2 separate regions of the Capra hircus genome follow, and region 2 is linked to region 1. A link is a contact called in public Hi-C data. All regions are on one chromosome and are shown on one strand. Each heading gives the region's core, a stretch centred on a gene start, on an enhancer-like site or on the middle of the called end of the contact. The rest is flanking DNA. Distances are from core to core; before and after follow the strand shown.

Region 1 (5,739 bases), core at 113-2,612:
GGAGGAGTAACAGTGCTAACTGAGGCCCAAGCAAGCCCAGCACCCTTCTCTAAGAAAAGCTGCCTGATTCATGTCCTCCATACCCTCCTCCAAACATCAGTTTCAGTCCCACAGTGTGCCTGGTAGTGCTGTCCAACAATTAAAGACAGCACCAAGTAATAAATGAAGCTCTCTTTCCCTCTCTTTCCAATTTCAGGCATTTTTGTTTGTTTGAGGGTTTGTTTTCACTTTTCTTCTTACTTATGATGTATCCTGGGCTTCCCTGATGGCTCAGCTATAAAGAATCCACCTGCATTGTAGGAGACATAGGAGACATGGCTTCGATCCCTGGGTCGCGAAGATCCCCTGGAGGAATAAACAGCAACCCACTCCAGTATTCTTGCCTGAAAAATCTCAGACAGAGGAGCCTGGTGGGCTACAGTCCAGAGTCACAAAGAGCTGGACACAACTTAGCACACAGAGCAGGCAGCACACATGGTGTACCTTAGAGAGAGGCGCTCCTATTTCTTGGCAGCGTCCCACGCCACCTAAAAGCCCCTATCTCCACGTCACTTGCAGAGGAATGATGCATAAAACACAAAAGCAACAATTGATATTGCTAAGATATCTCTTCTCAAATATTCCTTGAGTTGTTGTTTAGTTGCTAAGTCGGGTCCAACTCTTGCAACTCCATGGACTGTAAATCGCCAGGCTCTCTTTCCCTGGGATTTTTTCCAGGCAGGACTACTGGAGTGAGTTGCCATTTCCTTCTCCAGGGGTCTTCCCGACCCAGGGATCAAACCCACATCTCCTGCATTGATAGGCAGATTCTTTACCACTGAGCCACTGGGGAATCCCATTCCTTGAGTACTAGCACTAAATATCCTTTCTTTTATCCTTTTGTAAACTACTGATTTAGCATCCAACCTCACAATCACATAGACTCTGGTAGCTGTGAAAACACAGTGATGACCAGGAGCACGCCTTACAGTCTTAATATCAATAGGAGCCTAAACATCTAACCAACTGGAGTGCTTCACAAAATGGAAAGATTAGAAGACTTATCTATCCTTCCTCCTGACTGTAAGTTCCCCCCACTTATCAGCTTCATCCATACACACCAAGGAGGGCACTCAACTCAAAGAAAAGAAAAGAAAAAAAAAAACACTAAGATTAGAACAAAGATCCAGCTCTTGCCAAAACAGTGGACGGAACCAGAGCATTTTCAGCAACAAGGTGAAGTCCCTAAGATCTGAGGGGCTTCCCAGGTGGCACTAGTGGTAAAGAACCTGCCTGCCAATGCAAGAGACATAAGAGATGCGGTTTGATCCCTGGGTCGGGAAGATCCCTTGAGTCTAGCAAACCACTCTGGTACTCTTGCCTGAAAAAAGTCCCAGGGACAGAGGAGCCTGGCGTGCTGAAGTCCATAGGGTCACAAAGAGTCAGACATGACTGAAGCGACTTAGTACGCACACGCCCTGAGATCTGAGCTTCTGCTATCTAGGCAAGTTCCTGTATCTAATATATCAGGGGAAATGACACCCCTCAAGCCACTATGAGCATGTGATTTTCAGTTCTCAGACACAGACCCTGCGAGTCATGGAGCTGATGCACACCACACTGCATGTGAAATACGTCCATGACTGGGATGGGATGAAGTGTCTCACTCAGATACAAAACCAGTACACCCAAGACGGGCACGGACTTGACCACATGCTCTGAAGGCTCTGCCCACACCAGGGCTCTTGAGAAAGGAACTGAAAAACAGGTGACGATTCTTGTGATCTGTGCCAGTCAATCATTCTGCCTACCCTGGCAACCGTACAATCCAACACCACCCTCCAGCACCTCAATCAAGGTTCATGTCTCCACCTGCTCCTCTGACATCATCCTGTCATTATATTTTCTTTGAAATTCCTCTGATGAAAAATGAGTCATCTCTTCCTGCCAACACAGGCCTAAGCGTCTTTCAGGCGAGTCCTTCTCCTTTGTCCACCTTCTGGACACAGGGCGCCACCCAGAGGCTCCTCCAGCTATTCCCAACCTCCCAGGAAAGAAAGCCTCAGAGCAAGAACAACAGCCTGGATGAAAAAGGTAAGAAATGAAAAGAAGGGAGGTTCTTAGAAGAGCTGGGAATGGGATCTGGGATCCAAAACATAATCTATTCCAGTGGGACACACAGTTGAGAGGATAAACAAAAACGAGGGTAGGGCACAGACAGTCACATTTAAAATTTGGAAAGGTCTCAACCTCAGAACATTCACCTTTAAAGGTTTGGTTCCCGATACAAAGTGCCATCAGCTCTTCTCCTTCAAGAAGTTAACTGCAAACCTAAATTTTTCACCCAAGGTAAGAAAGGCAGTGCCAAAGAATGCTCAAACTACCACACAATTGCACTCATCTCACACGCTAGTAAAGTAACGCTCAAAATTCTCCAAGCCAGACTTCAGCAATACGTGAACCATGAACTTCCAGATGTTCAAGCTGGTTTTAGAAAAGGCAGAGGAACCAGAGATCAAATTGCCAACATCCGCTGGATCATGGAAAAAGCAAGAGAGTTCCAGAAAAACATCTATTTCTGCTTTATTGACCATGTGGATTGACTATGTGATCCACACAGCCTTTGACTATGTGGATCACAATAAACTGTGGAAAATTCTGAAAGAGATGCGAATACGACTACCTGACCTGCCTCTTGAGAAACCTGTATGCAGGTCAGGAAGCAACACTTAGAACTGGACATGGAACAACAGATTGGTTCCAAGTAGGAAAAGGAGTACATCAAGGCTGTATATTGTCATCCTGCTTATTTAACTTATATGCAGAAGACATCATGAGAAATGCTGGACTGGAAGAAACACAAGCTGGAATCAAGACTGCCAGGAGAAATATCAATAACCTCAGATATGCAGATGACACCACCCTTATGGCAGAAAGTGAAGAGGAACTAAAATGCCTCTTGATGAAAGTGAAAGAGGAGAGTGAAAAGGTTGCCTTAAAGCTCAACATTCAGAAAATGAAGATCATGGCATCCGGTCCCATCACTTCATGGGAAATAGATGGGGAAACAGTGGAAACACTGTCAGACTTTATTTTGGGGGACTCCACAATCACTGTAGATGGTGATTGAGCCATGAAATTAAAAGACACTTACTCCTTGGAAGAAAAGTTATGACCAACCTAGATAGCATATTCAAAAGCAGAGATATTACTTTGCCAACAAAGGTCTGTCTAGTCAAGGCTATGGTTTTTCCTGTGGGCATGTATGGATGTTAGACTTGGACTGTGAAGAAAGCTGAGTGCCAAAGAATGGATGCTTTTGAACTGTGGTGTTGGAGAAGACTCTTGAGAGTCCCTTGGACTGCAAGGAAATCCAACCAGTCCATTCTAAAGGAGATCAGCCCTGGGTGTTCTTTGGAAGGAATGATGCTAAAGCTGAAACTCCAGTACTTTGGCCACCTCATGCAAAGAGTTGGCTCATTGGAAAAGACTCTGATGCTGGGAGGGATTAGGGGTAGGAGGAGAAGGGGACGATAGAGGATGAGATGGCTGGATGGCATCACTAAATCGATGGAGTGAATTTGAGTGAACTCTGGGAGCTGGTGATGGACAGGGAGGCCTGGCATGCTGCAATTCATGGGGTCGCAAAGAGTCAGACAGGACTGAGCAACTGAAATGAACTGAAGGTAAGAAAGATGAGAAAGGCTTTGAGCCAACAGTCACCTGCCCAGTGCTCAAGAGTGATGCTCTAACTTCGAGATTCATGACGGCAGGAAAAGGGGCCAAGTTCAAACTGACAAAATACTATTCAGACATACAAATCACCTGAAATGTTTTGGGTAACAGCTTATTGAATTTTATACACATACCGTACATATACTTTTTAAAGTATATAATTTAATGCAAGTATATTCACAGAGCTGTGCAACCATCACCACCATGTAATTTTAGGACATTTCATTACCCCCCAAAAGAAACTCTACACCCATCAGCAGTCACTTCCCATCCCACCCTTCCCTAACCCTGCAACCACTAATCTACTGCTGTCTCTAGGAATCTGCCTATTCTGTATAACGAAATCATACAACATGTGGTGTTTTGTGGCAAGCTTCTTTCACCTAGAATATTTTCAAGCTGGCTCCTTTCTCTCCGCATATTAATATTTTCAAGTGTGATTCATGTTAGCACCGATTATTATCTCATTCCTTTTTATTGATGAATAATATTCCATTGTATGAATATACTGCTTTTGCTTATCCATTCATCAGTTGGTAGGTATTTGAGTTGTTTCCATTTTTTAGCTATTAAGAATAATGCTGCTATATGCATTTTTTAAACACATCTTGCTGGATATACACTTTCATTTCTCTTGGATTTATACTTAGTGGAAATGCTGGACCATTTGGTAACTCTAACTTCTTGAGGAACCACCAAATTGTTTTCCAAAGCAGCTGCACCATTTTATGTTCCACCCAGCAATGTATGAGGGTTCCAATTTCTCCACATCTTGTTTTTTGACTATAGTAACCATTCTAGTGGGTATGGAATGGTATCTCACTGCAGCTTTGATTTGCATTTCCCTAATGATGATGAGCATCTTTTTATGTGCTTATTATTGGACATTTATGTTTCTTCTTTGGAGAAACATCTATTCAAATCTTTTGCCCATTTGTGATTAAACTGTCCTTTTACTGTTAATTAAGAGGACTTTATATATTTTAGATACAAGCCCCTTAATATAGCAGTCCCTAACCTTTCTGGCACCAGGGACCATTTTCATGGAAGATAATTTTTTTTTACAGATTGAACGGGATTGTGTGGGGATGATTCATGTGCATTACATTTATTGTGCACTTAATTCCTATTATTATTACATCAGCTACATCTCACATCATCAGGCGTTAGATCCCAGAGGTTGGAAACCCCTGCCTTGTTAGATGTATGGTTCACAAATATCTTTTCCCATTCTATGGGGCACCTTTTTACTTTCCTAACAGTGTTCTTTGAAACACAGAAGTTCTTAATTTGATCAAATCTAATTTATCTACATTTTTCTTTTGTTGCTTGTGCTTTTCATGTCATAATCAAGAAATCATTGCTTATTTCAAGGTCACAATGATTTATTCCTAAGTTTTCTTCCAACAGTTTTATAGTTTTAGCTCTTACACATAGGTCTATGAGCCATTTCAAGTTAACTTCTGTACATCATGCAAGGTAGGAGTCCAATTTCATTCTTTTGCATATGGATATCCAGGTGTCCCACTATAATTTGCTGAAAAGGGAATTCTTTCCACATTGAATTTTCTTGGCACCCTTGTCAAAAATTGACCATAAATACAGGGGGTTATTTTTGGATTCTCATTCTATTCCACTGATTTATATCTCTATTCTTATATCATTACCACACTGTCTTGATTACTGTAGTTTTGTAGTAAAGTTTTCAAATTGGGAAATGTGAGTGCTTCAATTTCCTCTTCTTTTTTTGAAGATTATTTTGGCTATCATGGGTCCCTTGCATTTCTTTATGAATTTTAAGATCAGCTTGTCAATTTCTGCAAAAAAAAAAAAAAGGCAACAGAGGTTTTGGTAGGGACTGCATGGAATCTGCAGATCAATTTGGGGAGTATTGCCATCTTAACAATATTGTCTTTCAATTCATGAATATATAAAATAAAAAGCAATCTGAGTTGATGTCTTGTGATACTTTGAGACAAAAGTACTCAAACTTCCTTATGTTCTTCAAATACTAAGCACTCTAGA
Region 2 (5,394 bases), core at 2,659-5,158, 59 kb before region 1:
ATATAACCCAGCAATTCCACCCATAGGTATATATCCAAAAAAAGTGAAAACATATATCCACACAAACATTCATATCAACATTATTTATAATGGCTAAAAAATGAAAACAACCCAAATGGCATCAACTGCTGAACAGATAAACAAAATATATGGTATACCACACAACAGAATCCTCCTCTGCAACAAAGGAACAAAGTACTGATACATGCTACAGCGTGGATGAACTACAAGAATATTATCCTAAGTGAAAGAAGTGGGATACAAAGAGCACATATTATATTATTCTATTTAAATGAAATGTCTGGAATAAGCAAATCTATAGAAACAGAAAATAGATTCCTGGCTGCCTGAGGCTGTGGATGGGAATGGAATAACTATAAATGGCCAAGAAGGACCTTTGTGGGATGATGAAAATGTTCTAAAATTGGATTATGGTGATGGCTGTACAACTCATAAACATCATTGAATTATACCATGAAAATGGGTCAATTTTATGGTACGTAAATTCTACCTCAGTAAAGTTGTTTTTAAAAAAGAATCTACTTTTTAAAATAAACAACCAATAGGATGACCAAAAGCTGCTTTAAAACAGCTGGAAAGAGAAGAAACAGGATGGAGGGGGCAGAAAATGAAACTCTGAACACACCTTGTATTCACTTTTTGAAATTTCCCATTATAAGAGTGTATATGATTTATATAATGCAAAATAAAATTGAAAGGGAGAAAAGCAATCGCTAAAAACTGAAAAAATATAAAATACAAATGAACCTCTGTATCAGATAGATGGCTTAACAACACAGAGAGAAGTTATTTCAAATGGCTTTAATATAAAATTATTTCTATGTCCTTAGGAGATTTACACTAAAGGACAAAAAGAACTGCAAAGAAATCACAAACTTTTCAGTAATTGTGTTGTTAATAAAGCACTGTCATGGTTATTTTTTATTCAAATATACAAATTTGTGCATTTATGCACATGACTTTGTATATGCACTATAATATATACATGATTTTATACATACTTGCATCCATGTGTTTGCATGCGTGTATATGGAAAAGGGAATAAGTAATATTCCCTTGCTTTGTTTGGATCAAGATTTTCAGCATAAGAAAAAAAGAATAGAAAGTCAAAGAGGTTGAATAAAACTCTAATTCTAAATACCAATTAGAAACATTATAAATTCTTGATTTCTTTTTACAAGTCAAATACAAATGTTGGCTAGTTCTGTCCACAGAAAACACCCAGAAAGAGTGACCAACCCAAGAAGCACTCAGACTGTTGTCAATAAAGAATTTCAGTTCCTTGGAGAAGCTGCTAATCCCAGGCCTGAAACAGGAAATATACAAAAAGTATCTGGAACAGCTCTTCATACAAGAAATAGAGGACATTATCAAAGACTATATGGATCATGAGGAAGGACTCAGAGTCAATGTGAAAAAACTTTCTGGCCAAAGGACGAGCTGAATATTACAAAGAATGACAGCTAATATTCAATCGGAACACATTTAAGTCTGGTAGAAATCCGTGAGTCACACTGTTACTAAGGGAAGATGAGTACCAACAATGAAACTTTGATTGGTCTTACAGAGAATCTTGAGAATCAACTAATTATTTCGAAAACTGGTGAAACAGAGGGCAATATTTATCTTGCCTTTCTTAAAGGAACTATCAGAGTAATTGATGAGGTAAAGTTCTGCTTTAGGAAAAAATTTCAGAATTTTGAGTATCACCATGTTGCAACTTCTAATGAAACAATGAAACAGTAGCTGCTAAACTTTTAGGTGAAGGGCTAATGGTGAAAGGATCTACAAGGAATGGATCAGGCTGGTCACACCTGAACCCACCAATTAAGCTTAACACGATGAAAAGACAGATAACAGACATTCTGATGTGCAGCAGTCAAAGTATACAACTCAACACCACCATCCTCGCCCTGCCCCAGCACAAAAAAGGGAATCTGAAAGTGATCCAGCCTCAGGTCTAGATCCAAAGCACCAGTTTACAGACAATGCAGAAGGATGGAGGAGACTGTTAGAAAAGATCCAGAGACGCCACCAGCATCTTTTCCACAAATGGCACAGGACAAAAGACCGATTTCTTTAACAAACAGTTAAGGGGACAAAAAGAGGGGAAGAGAGATTTTATGCAATGTGTGGGCTTTGGATTCGAACAAGCCATTTTTAAAATGAGGTAACTGGGGAAATCTAAACACTGCTTAGACATTCAATGATTTTAAGAAATTACTGATTTTTACAGAGCTATAATATTGTGCTTTGCTTAAATGAAGACTCTTTCAGAGAGACACACTGAAACACTTGCAGATGAAATCATATGATGTCTGGGACTCCTTTCAAAATAACCTACTGGAGGGTTTGATGACTGGATCAGGAAGCAGACAGTGTGACTCTGCCCACGAGTTAGTGGCTGGTGAGCTCGGTGACGAGTACACGGTCGTTCTATACCATTTCCTCTGCATTTATCAATGTCTGAAATTTTTCATAAATGTTTAAAGAGAGTGGATTCTAGGACATTTTCTTAATGGCATGCTCAGTTAAGGAACATTATCCCCACATCTTCTGTCCCAGGAGAAGTGTAACTAGCCAATTCCGTTTTCATTCCTTGGCCCCTGAAGTTCCCTTCTGTTGAGTGAGTTGCAGTCAGGAGAAAGGGAGACACAGCAGGCAGATGCCTCTTACCTCACGGCTACAGGATAGCACTGGTGTCTCAAAGTGAGAGGTGGTTTGGGGCATACAAACAACCAAAAAGATGCCTCCAGAACAGCCTGCTGTTCATAAGACTGCCAAGGGGATAACGCTATGAAAGCTCAACAAAGTTCTTGTTCCAACCCTGCCAAGGCACACTTGCCAAGTTCATGTTCCTGGTTATCCCTATATCCGAAGCATGCCTGAGGACACCCTGTGGTTCCACAAAAACACATGTTACCTCCACGCTTTCCTAAGCATACTTATGCTGCAGATTGTCAGCAGCGGCTCCAAACCAGAGCCCCAAGAAATTATAATCCCTGAGTTCTCAGAAGTTCTCAGATTCTCAGGAATTCTGGGACACCTGCTGTTCTGCATTCACCCAGCAGGTGGCGCTGACTCCCCAACTGGGACATCACAGCCACAGGGACCCTGGAGTCAGCCCCTTGAGTGAGATATTTATATAAGCCTTCTTTTCCCACCTGCTCAAGAAGTGATCCCTGTCATCTATTAGCCTTGCATACAGCAGTTGGGTATTCGAGAGTTGTCTGAGAAACAGTTTGGTTAAGTTGAGCTAACGTGATTCAAGATAGTCTTTTTTATAAAAACAGTGCTGTGACTTTCCAATAGTACCTAGACTTGAAGAGGATTTGCCTTAGGGAGAAGGAACAGGAAGGCTGTGTAACCATGTGAACACTACCAAGATGCCACTGTTCTTGGTGTGATGGACGCTACAAGATTGTGTTTACAAGCACATATTCCAAGGTGCTTGCTATGAACTGAATGTTTGTGTCCCCTCGAAACTCATATATTAAAGCCATAATAGCCGTGATGTGATGGTAACTGAAGGTGCGGTCTTTTAAGAGGTAATTAGGTTTAGATGAGGTCAGGAGAGTGGAGCCTCCATAATGGGATTAACACCCTTATGAAAAGTTGAAGGGACATGAGATCTCTGTGTATGCATGCCCCAAGGAAAGGTCACCTGAGGATATAACCAGGAAGAGGGCCCTCACTAAGGAGCCAACCAAGCTAGCACCCTGATCTCAGACATCCAGCCTCCAGAACTATGAGAACTGAATGCTTGCTGAAACCACCCAGCCTACGGTGTTTCATTACGGCAGCCCAACCTGACTAAGACAGTGCTACAATTAACCAGGCTTGTTTAAGATCATTAGAGATGAAGAAAAGTCTACATCAAGCAGGATTATAAGGCTTCACCCCACCCTTCCTGAGCAACAAATCCAACATCTCTCCTCATCCCTCACATTCCGAGTCCCCAAAGAGCCAGTTTTGACTCAGCTGGGCAGACTGCTAGTAACTAGACTGTCAGTGCCAGAGCCACAGCATAAACAGGTGAAAAATCCCCCTTCGTCATGCAAATGATGAGGAAGTTCTCGGTTTACACTGCAACAGCGTTGCCTCCAGGCCAATGCTCATCTTCCTTTAGAGCTCCTGCTCGGCCCCCCTCCCTCATTCACTGACAAATACGGAGTAGGAAGGCTCAGTGTGCCTGTGGAAAGCAGAGCAATCTCTACCTCTGTCTAGGCCATGTCCAAACTGAACACCAGGACCCCAGACTTCACAGACCCTACCTGGAAGTGCAAGATAATGGTCCAGATCAGGCCTAGGGTCAGCTTGGGGTTGCCATCTGTGATGTCATCGTTGCGAATATTCACTAGTTTCACCTGAAAAAGAAACAAAAGCTAGTCTAAGAGCTCTGCAACTTTTTGTTTTGATTTCATTTTTTATAGATTTTCATTTTTCATACGCAGTTAATTTTTTTTGGTGTACAGTTTGAGTTTTCACATCTGTATAGATTTGTGTTAACAACCACTATAATCAGGGTAACAAAACAGGAGCATCAACCCCAAAAGGTGGGACTTTGTGCAGTCAAATCCTGCCTTCACCCCTAAATCCTGGCAACCACTGATCTGTTGTTCCCAGCTTTGCTTTACCCAGAATGTCATATAAATGGTGTCCCATAGTATGTAATCTTCAGATCCTGGCTTTTTTGTACTCAGCACAATGGCCGTGAGATCCCCATCCATGTTGCTGCCTGGAGCAATAGCCTGCCCCTTTCCACTGTGGAGGAGTATTCCTGTATACCTTATACCTGTATTCTACACACAATAGTTATCCACTCCTCTACTGAAGGAATCTGGGTTGTTTCCGTGTTGGGCCAGTTATGAATAAAGCTCTTATATTCATGTACAGGTTTTTTGTGTGAGTACATGTTTTCATTTCTCTAGGGTAAATTCATAGGAGTGGGATTGCTGGGTCATATGGTATACGTTTAGCCTTGTAAGAAACTGCCAAACAATTTTCCAGCATGATTGTACCATTTTGCAATCCCACCAGCAAAGCAATTTCGCAAGCATTTGCTATTGTGAGCTGCTTTTTAATTAAGTCTTCCCAGCCCTTTTTTCTTTCTCTGTCTTATTTTTTCAAGGTTGTGAGAGAGAAAGAGAGATCTGCCTCCCATCCCTCACCACTCTCTGGCCTGTCCCACCTATTCCCCTCCTCCCACAGCACTTGCCTTACTCCTAAAATCTCATTCCAGCAACACGATGTACACAGACACAGAGGCCCTTCCCCCATCAGGGTGACCAACCATCACTGTGTGCTGGAGACTGAGGGATTTCCTGGGACGGGGGCCTTTCAGAGTGTCCTAGGAAAACCAGCCTGTTTCCA

Evidence for each region. Hi-C and Micro-C count contacts between places; a contact is called where the count stands out from the background.
Region 2: a contact with region 1 is called in a Hi-C map of blood, with 5 times the contacts expected there. The contact joins two enhancer-like sites. A contact is called at or near these places in 2 of 5 Hi-C or Micro-C datasets (both in blood).

The regions. Positions count from the first base shown.
Region 1 is chr3:13,961,469-13,967,207 of ARS1.2, reverse strand. All of the region lies in intron 1 of LOC102169353 (microtubule-actin cross-linking factor 1), which reads right to left. Among named protein-coding and RNA genes, the nearest start is that of NDUFS5, 140 kb to the right of the region's middle. Within about 2 kb of position 1,362, at least 1 of the 5 cell types and tissues checked has an H3K27ac peak or open chromatin away from gene starts, as enhancers often do.
Region 2 is chr3:14,023,310-14,028,703 of ARS1.2, reverse strand. LOC102169353 (microtubule-actin cross-linking factor 1) reads right to left here. Exons shown (of 100, transcript XM_018042111.1): 6 at 4,296-4,388. Among named protein-coding and RNA genes, the nearest start is that of BMP8A, 200 kb to the left of the region's middle. Within about 2 kb of position 3,908, at least 2 of the 5 cell types and tissues checked have an H3K27ac peak or open chromatin away from gene starts, as enhancers often do.